Regions from separate parts of the Mus musculus genome. Here region 1 is linked to region 2. The links are chromatin contacts, called in public HiChIP or PLAC-seq maps. All regions are on one chromosome and are shown on one strand. The core of a region is the stretch at or near the end of the contact, and the rest is flanking DNA. Distances in the headings are between cores, read along the strand shown.

Region 1 (4,743 bases), core at 1,658-4,157, 250 kb before region 2:
TCGAGCACAGGCCTGTCCAGGGCCAAGTTTGCATAACTCCAGAACCGGGTTTGATTTCTCACACCTATTTTTGCCCTATAGTCAAATTACTTTATCTTGAAGTTATTTGTTTACTTTATACAATATGTTAACACTTACTATCTTACATTGTATGTTGAAATTGAAATATACTAAAGAGAAAGTTTATCCTATATATATATATATGTACTGGATAAACTTTCAAATTATTAATAAATTAGAAGGTTCTGACCATGATCTCTTTTCTGTGTCTCACAAAATCCAAATCCACAGGCATTCTTCCTGACCTGTTCCCAGAGAAGGATGCTGTTTCCTTATAAAAATAAGATGAGGCGAGCTCACCTGTGCGTGGTAGACCAGGGCCTCATACACAGGGCTATCGCCCTAGTCCAAACTCACCCTTTAAATGATCAGTTCAATGGTGAAGTGGTATAGGTATAGGTATAGGTATAGGTATAGGTATAGGTATAGGTATAGGTATAGGTTTGAACCCAGGTCTTTGTGCAGGTGTATTAGTTAACTCCTGTATAGCTTGTGTCCACATACCTGACAGCAACAATCTAAAGAGCAATGACTTACTCGGACTCACTGCTTTGAACGTGGTGGCTTTGCCCCCAGCACTAGGGGAGACCCTCCTGGTGAGGCATACACACTCAGTCACTGAAGACGGGAAGGAGAGAGGAATGCAGAGGGCTCTCCGTACCCATTTGATTCCCTCCAGGCCCCTAGGCCACGTGATGGCGCCACTCAGACTTAGACTGAGTCTTTACCAACTTATTAATCCTCTCAAGAGTCACCCTCCCAGTCTCATCCAGAGGTATGCTTCAATCGCTTGCTGATTTTTAAAATATTTATTAATTTCTTAGTGTGTGTCCATTATAGCACACAGATAAAAGCCCAAAGACAATCGGGGTAGTCAGCTCTCTCTCTGCATCTTGTGGTTCACAGAGATCAAACTCAGGTCGTCAGGTAGCCAATACCTTTACCTGCTCTATTATAGCCCAAAGTCCCTCTGAAATATATATATGCAAATGTATGAGTGCACTATCATATGTTCACCTGTTCTCCAGAAGGGGGCATCAGATCCCTTTATAGATGGTTGTGAGCCACCATGTGGTTGCTGGGACTTGAACTCTGGACCTCTGGAAGAGCAGTTTAACCTAACTGCTGAGCCATCGCTCCAGTTCCCCCACCCCCAACCAGGTGATTCTTTTTTTTTTTTTTTTTTTTTTTGGATTTTTTGGTTTTTCGAGACAGGGTCATCAGGTGATTCTTAATTTGATCGAATCGACAATCAAAAATTAGCCTTTACAGCAAGCTCATAAACCAACTCTAGCTCCAGTTTTCGACTTTGCCAAGTAAGAATAGATTTCTGCTCAGACATTTATTGTGAGTCGTGAGACACACACCCAGGATTCCAGCACTCAGGAGGCTAAGGTTGAGAATGAGAGTTCCAGACAAACCTGAGCAACATAAGTGTGATGGACTCCCTCCTTCTTACCAACAACCTCCTAGCAAAACAAAAGCAACAGCCGCTCCCGAAACTGTTACCAAATGAAAACTCCCTGCTGGGGATCTTGACATGATCTCAAAGGTGAAATACCGGAGATGATTTATCAGAGTCTGCTATGACCACGGCACCTTCAGTACATCCGGGTCATGAAATGAACCTTATAAATTTATCAACTAGGTGGATGTCTTTCCCAGGAAGGTAAATGGTGGCTTTTTACACTTCAAGTCTCCACATTACAGTTTCTTCTTTATCCTTAACTTATGCAACTTTTTGGCACCAGGTAACTGCTGCAATTCTATGTGAAGATCGAGGAGGGATACTTAATAAATGATGAGCACTTATTATTAAATAGCAAGTCACATTTTTGGGTTCTGATGTAAGTCTGACTCCAGAAAGCTGCTGATCTCTTTTTGAGCTACAAACTGATGAGAAATTCATTTTGCAAGACCTTGCCTGATTAATTATAAACCTGACAGTTAAGGCATAAAAGGAGCAGAGGCCTCCAGGGTTACCCAGGGAATTAAGGGCGGGGCGAGGCCAAACTAATTCTGATTGGGTAAGGATACAGCCAGGCTTTAGCGTGGAGGAGCGAAGCAGCAACCGAGTAGGGGGCGCGCCTGAGAACCGGAAAACTTCCTGCCAAGCAAATACTGGGGTTGTAAAGAGCCTGAACTCTGCAGTGCACCCAGGGAGGGTCGAATTCCGGTTCCTCTCTTTTCACAGCCTCAACCTCGCTGAGCTCCCTTCACCAATGAAAACCAGGACGTTCAAGTCTCCCAAGTTTAAGGAAAATGAATGTAACCTATTGTGTTATTTAAAAAAACAAAACAAAACAGCAAGAAAAAGAAAACAAACTCCCAACCCACTAGCATTCCCACTCCCAGTTCAGGTCCTGGGGTGACCGGTGTAGGCAAAGGCTGCAAAGGAGGTGGCGCCACCTGACCGCATGCACCTGAGCCTGGGCTCCCCACCTGCACAGCTGCCAGCGCGCGCCTCTCGGGACACCTGGGCACGAACAGGGGCACCGCTCGCCGGTCAATTTTCTTAGTCTTCATCTGGCTTCCACGACCAGAAACTTAGCCAGAGCCAGGGCTTTGCTTCGCTGGGCGCTTCAGAAGGTTCCATCCCCGGGTTAGCTACGCTGTTTAGGGATGGGCGGGGAAGGCGAGCCGAGGTGAAAGGCCTGTTCCAAGGCGGGAAGGAAGGGCGGGGAAGTCCACTAGGCGGGCTCAGAGGGAGTGCATTCCCAGCTCCAGCCGCGGGGGCGGGAGCCCGGCGGCGGGCGCTGCCCTAGGGCCGGATTCCCGCGTGGGGCGTGGCGTGGCGGCCCCGCCCCTGGCTCCGCCCTCGCCCGGTGTCCGCACACCTGGCTCTCAGGTAGCCGGCGCCCGGCGCCTCCGGGAGGCGGTGAGGACCGGGAAGCTGCCGGCCCGCCTGGGGTCTCGGGGGCTGCGCTCCCGGACCACCGTGCGTGGCCAGCATGGATCCGGGCGTGGGGAACGCACTGGGAGAGGGGCCGCCCGCGCCCCGGCCCCGCCGCCGCCGTTCCCTTCGCCGCCTGCTTAACCGCTTCCTGCTAGCTCTGGGCAGCCGCTCCCGCTCGGGGGACTCGCCGCCCCGGCCCCCGGCCCAGCCCAGTCCCTACGATGGCGATGGAGAAGGGGGCTTTGCCTGCGCCCCGGGCCCGGCACCAGCCTCTGCCGGGAGTCCAGGGCCAGATCGTCCTCCGGGATCCCAACCCCAGATATCTTCGGGTGACGGGGCGCGTCCGCCCGGCGCTCAGGGCTTGAAGAACCATGGCAACACCTGTTTCATGAACGCGGTGGTGCAGTGTCTCAGCAACACCGACCTGCTGGCCGAGTTCCTAGCGCTGGGGCGCTACCGGGCGGCGCCGGGCCGCGCCGAGGTCACCGAGCAGCTGGCGGCGCTGGTGCGCGCGCTCTGGACGCGCGAATACACGCCCCAACTTTCCGCAGAGTTCAAGGTAGGCAGCGCCAGCCGCCCGCAGACTCCTCCGACCCTTCTGGTTTCGGCTCTTGAAAAGCGTGTGAACCATCAGCCAAGCCTGGTTCTTGGGCGGGGAGTAGGGGGTAGGTCTTCGGTAGACACTACTTAACCAGCCCAGCCTTGGGTTACCGCCTTTGTTTCGAGGTGACATGTTACATTATCATTTGCAAATGCTTTCTTTAGAAATTAGTTTCTTCCTGGTATTTTGGGCTGGGGTGGAGAAAGCTGGCAGCCTTAAGTGTGTCCAGCAGTTTTGTGGTTAAAAGCAGTTGTTGGAGTGGGACTTGCCGGCCAGGGTGAGTTAGAGCTTAGGATCTAGAAGGATGCAGCATGGGAAGCAGGTCCTTGAAGGCCAAGCTTTGGGAAGGAGGAGATAGAAGCGTGAGGAACAGAAAGCCGAGAAGGAACGGATCTAGGAATAATCCAGGTAGAGTGATCAATAAGTAGAAAGGGCAGAGGCCTGAAAGTGAAGCGTTTTGAAGGCAGGTGAAGGTCTTCAGATCGTGTATGACCTTGGACGCAGTGGCTTTGGATTATTTAAGTCCAGTGGGTGCTGAGAACCCGTGGGTCAGGTATTCTCAAAAGTAGGGAGAGGGAGTCGTTAAGAGTGCTATAGTAGAATGGTATCCTTTAATTTAATTCATACTAAGTCCTGACAGTATGTGAGCAGGAAGTGGCATTTGTTATCTGTAAGATTACAGTCCCCTTGCTGGGAATGCTTCGGGGTCATGAGAAGGCGTTAAAGTACAAATGTGGAGTCCCAGTCGGATGATGAAAGTGTTCCAGATAATTGATGCATAGGGTTTGCATCCTGCTGCAAAACCGCAGCTCTGGGCAGAAAGCTGAAGCACCCCCACGGACTAGTGATTGTTATTGAGGGTGAATATGACTGTCGGTGTTCATTCTGCAAACATACATGGTTCTTAAGTTTCAGCCTGAGAAAGCAGTCTTTGTCCCGTTATCTGCAAGGATGCTAACAACTGCCTTCCTCTCTGACCTCTGACCCTGAAGGAGCACAGTAGTCACACAGATGTCTTTATTATCACTTTTGGGCCACATTTGCTGTTCAGATATGATCATCAGTGTAGTATAGTGGTCAAGAGCAAGGTCTTTTGGGCAGTGACTCATTGCTTGACAAATCACTTGTCATACAAGCCTTGAGGATATGTTTCCAGAACCCAGATAAAAAGGAAAAAAGCCAGGTG
Region 2 (4,432 bases), core at 260-2,759:
ACTGACTGCTCTTCTTGAGGTCCTGAGTTCAATTTCCAGCAACCACATGGTGGCTCACAACCACCTATAATGGGATCTGATGTACTCTTCTGGTGTGTCTGAAGACAGTGACAGTGCAGTCATACAAATAATAATAAATAAATAATACTTAGAGGTGGGTCTCTTGAGGCCATAACAAAATGCTCGGGTGCTCTGAAGTGGTCTTCTCTCCTTGCTGTTGGCATGTGGTGGCTTTTGCCACATGCTAGGGCAATGTATAGGCACTCTCTAGATACTAGCTCCTTGGTCTTGGACCTCCTAGCCTTCAGAACCATAAACAATTTCTTTTCTTTATAAATTATGCACATAAGGGTCTCCGACTCAAAGCCACACAGATAGGGCAGGCTGGTGAGCCTCAAGGGCATGCCTGTGTATTTCACTAGAGAACACAGCCTGGGACCTCCCATGTAGCAGGCAAATGTTCAACCATTGAGCTCTGTTTCTGGTCCTTAGGCAGCTGTTAGGAGAACTGTGTGGAGACAGCATGGTAAAAAGGAACTCTGACCATCACCTCATGCCATGCATACAGGGTTTCAATGCAGATCCTAGCTTCAACCTGACAGCCAATAAGCCACCCCTCTTGCAGGAGTGAGGTGGTGCTGCCATGGGAGCTGAGTGACACACAGAAGGTTCTGGACATACAGTCTGAAAAGGCCCTGGGAGGGGCCAAGCCTCTTCTTACAGGGCTGTAAGTCGGCTGCCAGCCGAGCACATGGGGTAACTGGCTAAGGCCAGGTATGGCATCTTGAGACTGTTAGCTCAAGGATAGTGGGGGCTGGGCCATTCGCATCCTGGATAGTGACTTCAGTCCTACTAGCAGGGATAGCATGCCCCAGGTGGAGGGGGTGACACTCCTTATTACCAGATGGCCTCAGCCCTATGCCTACTATGTCCTTGCTCCTCAGCATTCTAAGGCACTTCAAATGTACAGAACTACCTCACTTGGCCCTGTAGGTCCAAATGAATATGTGTTCATTAAAAACAAACTTTAATTGTTTAGGGGAAAGCCATTAGAAATCCTCATTCAAAGATGGCATCTAATAAGAAAGAGGCAAATGAGAAGCTGTCTGGTGTATTCTATCTTCATGTATAGTCTGTGGCTCAACAGATCAAAATGCAGGCTCCTGTCAAAACCGCCAGCCAAGAATGACCCACATTTCATCGTTACCCTGCACGTGAGAGGGCAAAAGGCAAAAGGCAGTCCTTGAAGGCTGCTGAATCGCCAGCATGCACGGGCCTTGTGACAGCTGATCTGAATAGGGCATCTAAGTTGCCAGATAGCTCAAGTGTACCCTATCTGTCCTGTGGTCTCTGAGCCCCCACATCCACACAAAGCCTTCAAGGTGCACCGGGCCAAACGTCCAGAGCCGTGTTGCAGATGCAGGATCTAGCGCTGTTATACTTTGTGCCTGCCGGTAAAGGTTTGCCTGGGTGTGTGCACGTGATGCACCTGAGCTTGTGTGGTTGACTGTGCCCATGCATTTGGGTCTGGCATGAGGAGCAGGCTGCTTATCTTAGGAGCATATGCTGTGTGCTGGCGGGACAAAATGTCCCTGGCAGGAGCCCAAGCCAAGGGGGTGGGATCTGGAAGCCCTCCAGAGCCATACTGTGATGCCAAGGACCCAAAGGAAGCTACATTCCCTGGTGGCAGGGCTACTTCCGTGTGCTTCCTGCCTTGTCTCAGGCTCAGAAGGCAGTAGGAGAGGCCAGGAGACAGCTAACCATGTTCAGGTCTGAAGAGGGACACAGGCCCTGCTGGGTTTTCCTGTGGCTGATGGGGAGGAGGTGGCTTGGCTGCAGTCAGCACATGTGAAGCCCTAATCAGAACCATATTCAGATGGCAAAAATCTCTGTCCCAGGATGACTCTAGCCATGAGGCAGATTAGAGCTGATTCGCCATCACACCTCTCTCACAACTACAACCCCTGTGGGCCACTCTTGAAGTTCACCCCAGCAGGATGGGATGACAGAGGGGTCCTCTGAGGACTCTGTTGGTACTGACTTCCCAAGAGCCTTGACTGTTTTTCATTTGAGGTGAAAATCACACGTGATATATCATCCAGTTTAAGGTGAGCAACTTAAAAGTGTTTACAGCATCCACAGTGTAGTTGAGTCCAAACACTTTGTCACCCTGTCATGAATAAAAGTTTGTGATTTACCCCCCTCCCCTTTAGCCTTCTGATTCATATCTTAAAACTCTGACCAAGGATGTGGGGGATGGAGTAGTAGTTAAGATTGGAGGGCAGAGCCCTAATCCAATAGGATTATTGTCCCTGTAGGGCCGCTTCTTTACGCCAGCCCAGACAGAGGGGGAGAGGTGATTTTTAGCCATCCGTCGCCCCAGGGAGAACCCATGTCAGACACCGACCCTACTGGATCATTAACTTTAGACTTCCAGTCTCTAGAACTGAGACAAAATAGAAGCTTTTTTTTTTCCTCTGTTCTTTTTCTAGACAGGGATCTCACTGTGTAGCCCAGGCTGGCCTTTAACTCATGATCTTCCCACCTCTTCCCCCACCCCTGAGAGCTGGGATTACAGACAGATGTGTACCACCAGGCCCAGGCAAATTCCTATAGTTGAAGCTACTCAACCTGTGGTACTTTGTTATAGCAGCTGCAGCAGACATATACACACTCAAAATGAAAAGATGCACCTATTAACTGCCACTCCTCATTTCCCTCTTGACCACCAACTCATGGGCTTTGTCTCTATGGCTTTGCTTATTCTGGACATCTCAGAGGACTGGAATGATATACTCTGTGACCCACTGTGGATGGTTTCTCTTACTCAGCATCGCGTTTTTGAGGTTCCTCCATAGAGTAGAGGGTCTCGGTATTCCTCTCTATGGGTGAATGATACCCCGTTGTGCATCCACGGGTATCCACTGTGAGTATGCTACAGCTTCTGCAGCTGATCACCTCCTGATGGGATTTGGGTGGTTTCTGCCTCGTAGTCTTTGTGACTCTGAGCATGCTTGTTTGAGTCCCTGGTTCTGATTCATTTGAGGATGGACCTAGGAAGGAGTGGGGATGTGTGCTATTTCTGTGATTATCACAAGCTGTTTTCCACAGTGGCTGTCATTTGAGATCATGGAGGGGGAGGTAGGGTTCTGCAGACAGACAGCAGAGAAGGCATCAATCCCTACAGGAGTTCTCCCACTGAATATTCTTGTGAGGCTGGGAGGGTTCAACGTGTCCCTAAGCCCCATCTGGACTGTCACCATCGGAGAGGGAGATGAGGCCTGGCCTGGGGCTCTCCAAAGCACTCTGAGAGGCTGGGTAGGTAATTCTCAGACACGGTTTCCTCCAAGCCCGATACCCAGAAGAAGGGGAACAGAACTGGGTACCCAGAGGCTGCTGTCTAGCAGCAGGGCACAGTGCAGAGGGTCTCTGCTGTGCTCCAGCACCTAGGAGGCCCTGGATCACTCAAAAATATGCACAGTGGGTAAAGCTAGAGTGTGGACACCCAGACTTCAGGCCATGAGTGCTGCTTTGAGCCATAAACAGAAGTACTTGAGGGGAGGGTTGTTGGTTGTGATAGAGTGTTACTATGTAGCTCAGACTAGCCTGAAATTTATAATCCCCCATTCCTCAGCCACCACAGTGCTGAGATTAGAAGCCAAAACCTCCTAGTTCTGGGTACCAGTTTTGACCCATGAGTCTGAATCCTGAGCCATGAAAACCCATCTTGAGCCATGGGTGTCCATCTTGTTGTTGGTCCCCTGTCTGAGCCCGGAGTGCCTACCTCAAGTACTGTGGGCCTCCCTTGGACTATGGATGACTAACAGGCACAGACCCCACAGTGAGCCATCTCTCTCCATCCCAAGAAAGCATCTTTGCTGAGTAAGCAAGGACCCTTCCTCTGTGTCCCCTCATCCTCCTCTCTACCCTTTCCCCCCAACTCCACTCTCCTCCCAACTCACCCTTCCTCCTGGGCAGCCAAGGAGTTCTGAGAGAGCTTAGCCAGGTTCTTTGCATATTCTTCTTCAATCTTTATCCTGCAAAGAGAGAAAGCCCAGTGCCTCTCAGTGCTCCCACTGACAAAGGAGGCACTAACAGTGACAGCTACTGGATAAAGGAATGGTTTGGACTCTGCGTCTCCCTTCTCCAGGCTGTAGGGATAGCAGTTGTTACCAGCACCACCTCTAGCACAAGGTTGGGCGTGAGAGTCTTCCAGGAACAAGAGAAGCTTGTGACTGACTCTCAGGCAGGCCCAGCATGTCCCCAAACATTCCATCCCTCAGTTCTAGGTTTCACGCATGCCCAGACGGCCCCCACCCACAGAAGCAAGAAGAGAACATCTTCCTCCACTTTCCCACCCACAATGCCTAAAGTTGCCGAGCATTGTTAAGGGTGCGAGTGTTTCCATGGGAGCCAGGTAGTGTCCAGAGCA

What was found. HiChIP or PLAC-seq counts read pairs in DNA pulled down with a chosen protein or histone mark.
Region 1: an H3K4me3 HiChIP or PLAC-seq map of forebrain shows a contact between it and region 2, with 4 times the contacts expected there. The contact joins the promoter of Usp43 here to the enhancer-like site in region 2. A contact is called at or near these places in 1 of 484 Hi-C or Micro-C datasets (embryonic stem cells), 2 of 115 datasets of contacts at active chromatin or transcription factors (embryonic stem cells and forebrain) and 1 of 9 other capture datasets (adipose tissue).

The regions. Positions count from the first base shown.
Region 1 is chr11:67,920,317-67,925,059 of GRCm38.p6, reverse strand. Usp43 (ubiquitin specific peptidase 43) reads left to right here and starts at 2,907. Exons shown (of 15, transcript NM_173754.4): 1 at 2,907-3,515. The coding sequence starts at 3,012. Cfap52 (cilia and flagella associated protein 52) reads left to right here. Exons shown (of 14, transcript NM_027963.2): 14 at 1-254.
Region 2 is chr11:67,664,993-67,669,424 of GRCm38.p6, reverse strand. It overlaps Gas7 (growth arrest specific 7), which reads right to left. Exons shown (of 14, transcript NM_001109657.3): 8 at 3,963-4,037. It also overlaps a transcript of Glp2r not described here. Among named protein-coding and RNA genes, the nearest start is that of Rcvrn, 28 kb to the left of the region's middle. Within about 2 kb of position 1,509, at least 39 of the 459 cell types and tissues checked have an H3K27ac peak or open chromatin away from gene starts, as enhancers often do. A contact at or near this core is called in forebrain, where this site is marked.